2 separate regions of the Muntiacus reevesi genome follow, and region 1 is linked to region 2. The links are chromatin contacts, called in public Hi-C maps. All regions are on one chromosome and are shown on one strand. Each heading gives the region's core, a stretch centred on a gene start, on an enhancer-like site or on the middle of the called end of the contact. The rest is flanking DNA. Distances are from core to core; before and after follow the strand shown. Region 1 holds the start of PDS5A (PDS5 cohesin associated factor A). Region 2 holds the start of LIAS (lipoic acid synthetase).

Region 1 (2,738 bases), core at 39-2,538, 410 kb after region 2:
TGAGCGGTGAAGTCCATCCTGGGGGACAACTTTTCCTTCACGGTCCTCTACCGGCCTCTATCGGTCAGAAAACAAAAGTTCAGCGGGAAAGGGGCGACTTTGTAACCTCTTTTTTCATTTCAAAAACCCTAATCTGCAGAGGGTCCTTTCTCCAGGGAGGCCGGGGGCTCGGCGGCGGCCTCCCTCCCCGCTCCTCCCCGGGGCTTGGAGCCTGGTGGCCGCCTCGCCGCCCCCACCCACGCGGGCCCCGCAGACCCCGGGCCCTCCCGGCTCCCTGGCACCGGCGGCCGCGGGAAGCGCCGAGCAGCGCCAGGAGTTTCCCGTTCCCCCTTTCACAATGAAATCCCACCCCCAAGCACCGAGGTCCGAAGTTTGGAGGCCTCGAGAGCCCAGCGAGGCCCCTGAGGCCCCGGCTCGGTCAGAGAGAAGCCTCGAATGCCCGCCCGGCCGGTCCCCTCCGGGAAAGGAGACGCGAGGCCTATAGGGCTCGGCTTAGGCCGCAAAACTAGGGACCCAACGGGACCCACACGCAGCGGCGGCTCCCGGGAACCTACGCCCTTGCCGGGCAAAGCTTCGGGACCCCCGGTGTCCCCGCCACGCTCCCGCCCCTCCCGTGTCCCGGTCCCTCACCCCCGCGGGAGGAGAAAACAAGCTGCCCTCCGCCCCGAACCCCGAGCCAGGAAGCGGCTGACGCGGCTCCGCACTTCACATTTTGTTCCTTCAACTTCGGCTCAGGGACCCCGGCGGCTCCTCTCGCCCCCGGCCACTCGGCGCAGTCCGGAGCCGCCGAGGCCTCACCGGCACCTCCGGGCAGCCCCGCCGGGCCTCCGTCCCGCGCCCCCCCCACCCCCGGTCTCCCCTTCCGTCCCCTCCCTCCCCAGCCGAGGGCGGGAGCCGAGCCGCCGCCGCCTTTACCTCCTCCTCATGCGGGCGGAAGGTGCATCGAGCGCCCGGGCCTCTGTCAGGTGGTTGCGCCGCCGCCCCTCTCCGGGCTGCACACAAAGCGGCTCCGCGGGTCCCGCCGCCGCCGCCGCCCGCCCCGGAGCGGCGCTGGGGCTGGCGGTGCCGAGGAGGAGCAGTCGCCGCGGGGGGAGACGCGGGGCGAGTGAGAGCTGGGCGGGGAGACACTGCCGCTCTCCGTCAGGCAGAGGAAGAGCAGCCTCGGAGGAGGCTCCTCCGGGAGCGTGTGCGCGTGTGTCCGCCCCGGACCCCGGCTGCCCGCCCGCCCGCACCTCGCGCCGGCCGGGTCCGCGAGCCGGACCCGGACGCCCCTCGCAGCGGCGCGCGCTGCCGCCCGTGCTCCCGGCAGCCGGCGCCTCTCGCACACAGCGGCCGGTCACGCGAGCGGCGCGAGAGCACGCGAGAGCAGGGCGCGCGCCTCGCCCCCGCCCCTTCCTCCGCCGGCCTTGCCTCCGCCTCCCTCGGGCCTCGAGCGGCGCGCGCGGAGCAAACAGCGCCGCCACCCGGTTGGCGCCAAGACCTGCCGCTCCGAGCGCCTTCGGGAGGACCGGACCCAGAAGGCGAGCAGAGGAGGAGCCTGGCTGGCGGGAAGCGACCCGGCGCCCGCGGCCTTTTGGGGCCAAGTTGCACGAACGGAGTTTCTTCAGTGTTTGCCGCGGAGATGAGTTCATGACTTTTGGGGTTCATCCTAAACGACGTGGATGGACATGGTTGAAAAATGGTTAATTAGTCGGTGATAACGAACTGATTTCCTCCCTAGGGACAGAAGATCTGCAACCTGAGGAAAAGTTTTGCAACATGGCACAACGTGTGCTGCTCATTCCTGTTTCTTTTGACAGCCTCCAGAGTTTGCCCTCTCCTCTTTAGATGTCTAAAATTAATATTTTGAAAACTGCAAAATATGAAAACTGCATTGAGTCCAGTAGTTCTCAAAGAATAGACGAAATTTTCTGGACTGCACTCCCGAACCTAGAAAATCAGGATTTCTGAGACTGGACTTCAGAAATAAGCATGTTTACAAATTCGATACATAGGTCTTGTGAATATGGAGTAACTCGTTAAAAAAATTTTTTTTTAAATATACCAAAGGATAGGTTTTTCGTTCATCCAAAGGAAAACCCGATGCAGTGGTGTTTGAGCAGTTTAAAATAAAAAGCTGAACCAAATGAACCTCGGGAGCACATATATAATTTCCAAAGATGAAGTTAAAAAGAGAAAATAATTTGAAATAGTCTGCAGCTCTTGAAACTGATCGCTACTGTAGTTTAAAATGATATTTGATTATTTAAATTCTTGATGGATATTAATTGATCTTTTCCACATCCTTTGTTTGATCTTAAAAATATTATAGGGGCTGCCCTCACTGAACTGTTTTTCAAGTAATATACAAGGAAGCAATTATCTCAGAATCTAACACACCACAGTTGCTGATTTGCTAGAACTCTGCCCAAAACTCAGAACATTTAGAGTAGCAGGCAGAATTCATTAAGAAACTTCATCCAAACTATTAAACTGACCAAAACCTACACTGTTTTTAGGCTCTTTCTCTCACATATGATTTTAAAAAATCTGTTACATTTAAATAAAGAGGGACTTTTTATTTTCATTCTTGCCATTATTAATTTACCCATTACTAAATGGAGTTTTGTATATATCCATAAAATTGTAATTTTAACTACCTACTTCGTTAATAATGTTTGATTTTATAAACACTCAAAAGATAGTAAGCCCTAAGGATCGTAACACATCAATAGGTTGAACTTGTAAATTCTAAATTA
Region 2 (2,700 bases), core at 189-2,688:
GTTCCTTTCTGTTTCCCCACCATTTGTCAACACGGAGCTGTAACAGAACAAAAAAACTTTAGAAAATTCCTTCCAGAAATAAGCAGGCTTAGAAAAAAGTCCATTTATTCACAACAACCACTGTAAATTCTAGTACTTGCCCTAATTAAAAAGTACGACTTCCCAACCCCCCCCCCCCAAAAACCAAAACACCGTCTCAAAACTATTTTTATTACTATGCATTACAGGTACACTATTTCACAAAGGAATGACAACCCAGAAACAAAAGTATGGTACAAGCTGCATTAAACGTCAATCCTGGAATATTATCAGGTTTAAGACCCACGTAAGATTTTTACAAATCAGGAAAAAAATAAACTTAACTTGTAACAGTATTATTAAAATCTGCTACGAATCATTACTACCCCGCTCCACCCTGGTCTGGAGTTTTTCTAATCCACTTTGTTCAGAATTTGATCTTCCAATTTTGTTAAACAAACTGAAACCAGCTACAACCCTGGATACCCAATTTGAAGCTAAAACCCTGAATCTCAATTTCGTAATTTTAAAAGCAACCCATCTGTTACTCTTAAATCATAGCCTTCCAAACAAGCAGCTGTGGCCAAAACAAACGAACAAAAAAACCTCACCCTCTTCTTTCTCTTTCCAAGGAGGCTGAGTTCTACATTGATGTGATTGAAGTCCCTCCGCAGGGTGCCTCTGGGGCCCTTCACAATGACTGTCCGTCCCTTCAAGGTAATGTCGACTAGGAGAGAACGTACTCGTGAGGCCTCGGAACAAGGTAGAGAGCATGTAGTAAAGACGTAAGAAAAACGCAAACACCAAGTCTCGTACCATTTTCTGGGATGTCGACAGTCTGATTGCTGAGAATGGTCTTCATTCTGAAACACAAACACTTGGCGTAAGAAGGCCGCTAACGACCAAACTCCACCGCACGGAGCTCCACTCCTACCGGAGACCGCCGGCAAAAATACGGGAGGACCCGAACCGACAGCTGTCCCCGCTGCGCCCTGGTTTCGAAGGGGCAGCTCCCAGGCGCCTGTTACAAGCCCAGCGGGCGAACTCCCCGCTCAGCGCATCCCTGGGAGTCCTGTCAAGCCGGCGCCATCCCGGCAAGACTGAGGAGCTGGGGTAGGCCTGAAAGCCCAGTACAGGGCTCGAATTCAAGCGCAACCAAACTCATATGGCGTTCGCTGTGTGGGAACACAACCACGACAGAGTTCCCGAGCGCCACAACCACGCCGCTGGCCTTCCCAGAGCCGATGGCTTCAGATTCCCAAAGCCCACCGATTACAGAAACCATCTCACCTCGCAGTAGATGCGGCAAAGAGAGAGCGTCTTTCGTCATCACGCTCTTATAGTCCGTATGAAGGCTGCGTGTTCGGTCATCAGTGCGCGACGCCGCTAGACTAAAGCAGCCAATCGCGAAGCTGCGCGAGTTCCACCGGGTCAGGGAGGTTCAGCTTGTCATAAGTCTGGCGACGGTTTGTCCTTTTCTCTTTTCCCGGGAATTACTGATTATTCGTCCTTGCTAGGAAAAAAAGAGAGAGATGTCTCTACGCTGCGGGGGCGCGGTCCGCACCGTGGGCCCCCGGGTGAGCAGCTGGGGAAGCAGGGTGCGGGCGTGGGGTAGAGGGCTCCCATCCCTTTAGAGCGCCCAATAATGCCAGCTTTTACTGAATGTTTACTTCTAGCCAGGTTTTATTCTAAACATTTTTCGTGTGGTATCTCGTCTAATTCTTTAGACACCACCACGAAGTTAAGTCTCTGGTAGTGACTTGTTTGTAGGTGTTTCTGGCTGACGCTAAGAGCTGTCTTGTTTTTGTTTTTTTTTTCCCCTTGCATATCAGTGATTTGTACTAGACACCAGTTTGGACAATTAGAACCCAAAATCTGTGCTGTAAAACTGAGCAGGAGACTTGGGCAAGAACAGTAGCAATCGGGCAGCATCTTAATAGGCACACTTTTTTTTTTTTTTTTTTTTTTGGTACTCTTTGAATTTTATAGTGTTTTGGCTGTCTTGTTCATGTGTGTGTTCAGATCCAGAAGCTGATGGCTTCTTTTGGTCAACAAATACATGTCGAGTGACTTCCTTGATCAAACACAGAATGTAAGGTAGAAAATTGGAATAGTAAGTTTGGTTTTCCTATTTCAAGTTCTCTGAAATCAGCTGGATTAAACCTTAAACCTCTTAAGTTTTAACACATGTGTTTATCCAAAGCCCAAGGCAGAGATAATTTACTTCAGATTTTATTTAAACGTCCTTGACTCGTCAGGAATAGAAAATTCAAAACTGTAGCATCTTCTCCTGTTATTGCAGTTTATACTTGAAAGACAGACTTTTTAGTCCTGATACGGGTAAAGTGTGGCATGTTTTGTTAGCCAGTTCCAGAAGTTTCCAAATCTATTTTAAATGTAGACAGAAATAGTTAATTCCTATTCTTCTTTGAGTCTTCCTTAACCTTAGATTCCAAGCTTCAACACAGAGCTTGTAAATAGTTTAACGTCATTTCTGAATCAGTTCTCTGGCTTACTCTTCCTTTTAGCTATGTTAAATAGGTTAAAACTAAGTTATTACTAACTCTACTAAATAAATTTTTGCCTGGGAAATCCCATGAACAGAGGAGCCTGGTGGTCTATAGTCCATAGGGTTGCAAAAGAGTCAGACACGACTTAGTAACTAAACAGCAAACTAAATAA

The links. Hi-C and Micro-C count contacts between places; a contact is called where the count stands out from the background.
Region 1: a Hi-C map of muscle shows a contact between it and region 2, with 5 times the contacts expected there. The contact joins the promoter of PDS5A here to the promoter of LIAS in region 2. A contact is called at or near these places in 2 of 3 Hi-C or Micro-C datasets (blood and muscle).

What each region holds. Positions count from the first base shown.
Region 1 is chr16:55,413,158-55,415,895 of mMunRee1.1, forward strand. PDS5A (PDS5 cohesin associated factor A) reads right to left here and starts at 1,289. Exons shown (of 33, transcript XM_065907581.1): 1 at 916-1,289; 2 at 1-57. The coding sequence starts at 17.
Region 2 is chr16:55,000,693-55,003,392 of mMunRee1.1, forward strand. It overlaps LIAS (lipoic acid synthetase), which reads left to right and starts at 1,439. Exons shown (of 8, transcript XM_065907430.1): 1 at 1,439-1,595. The coding sequence starts at 1,551. RPL9 (ribosomal protein L9) reads right to left here and starts at 1,329. Exons shown (of 8, transcript XM_065907349.1): 1 at 1,309-1,329; 2 at 835-881; 3 at 630-745; 4 at 1-37. The coding sequence starts at 880.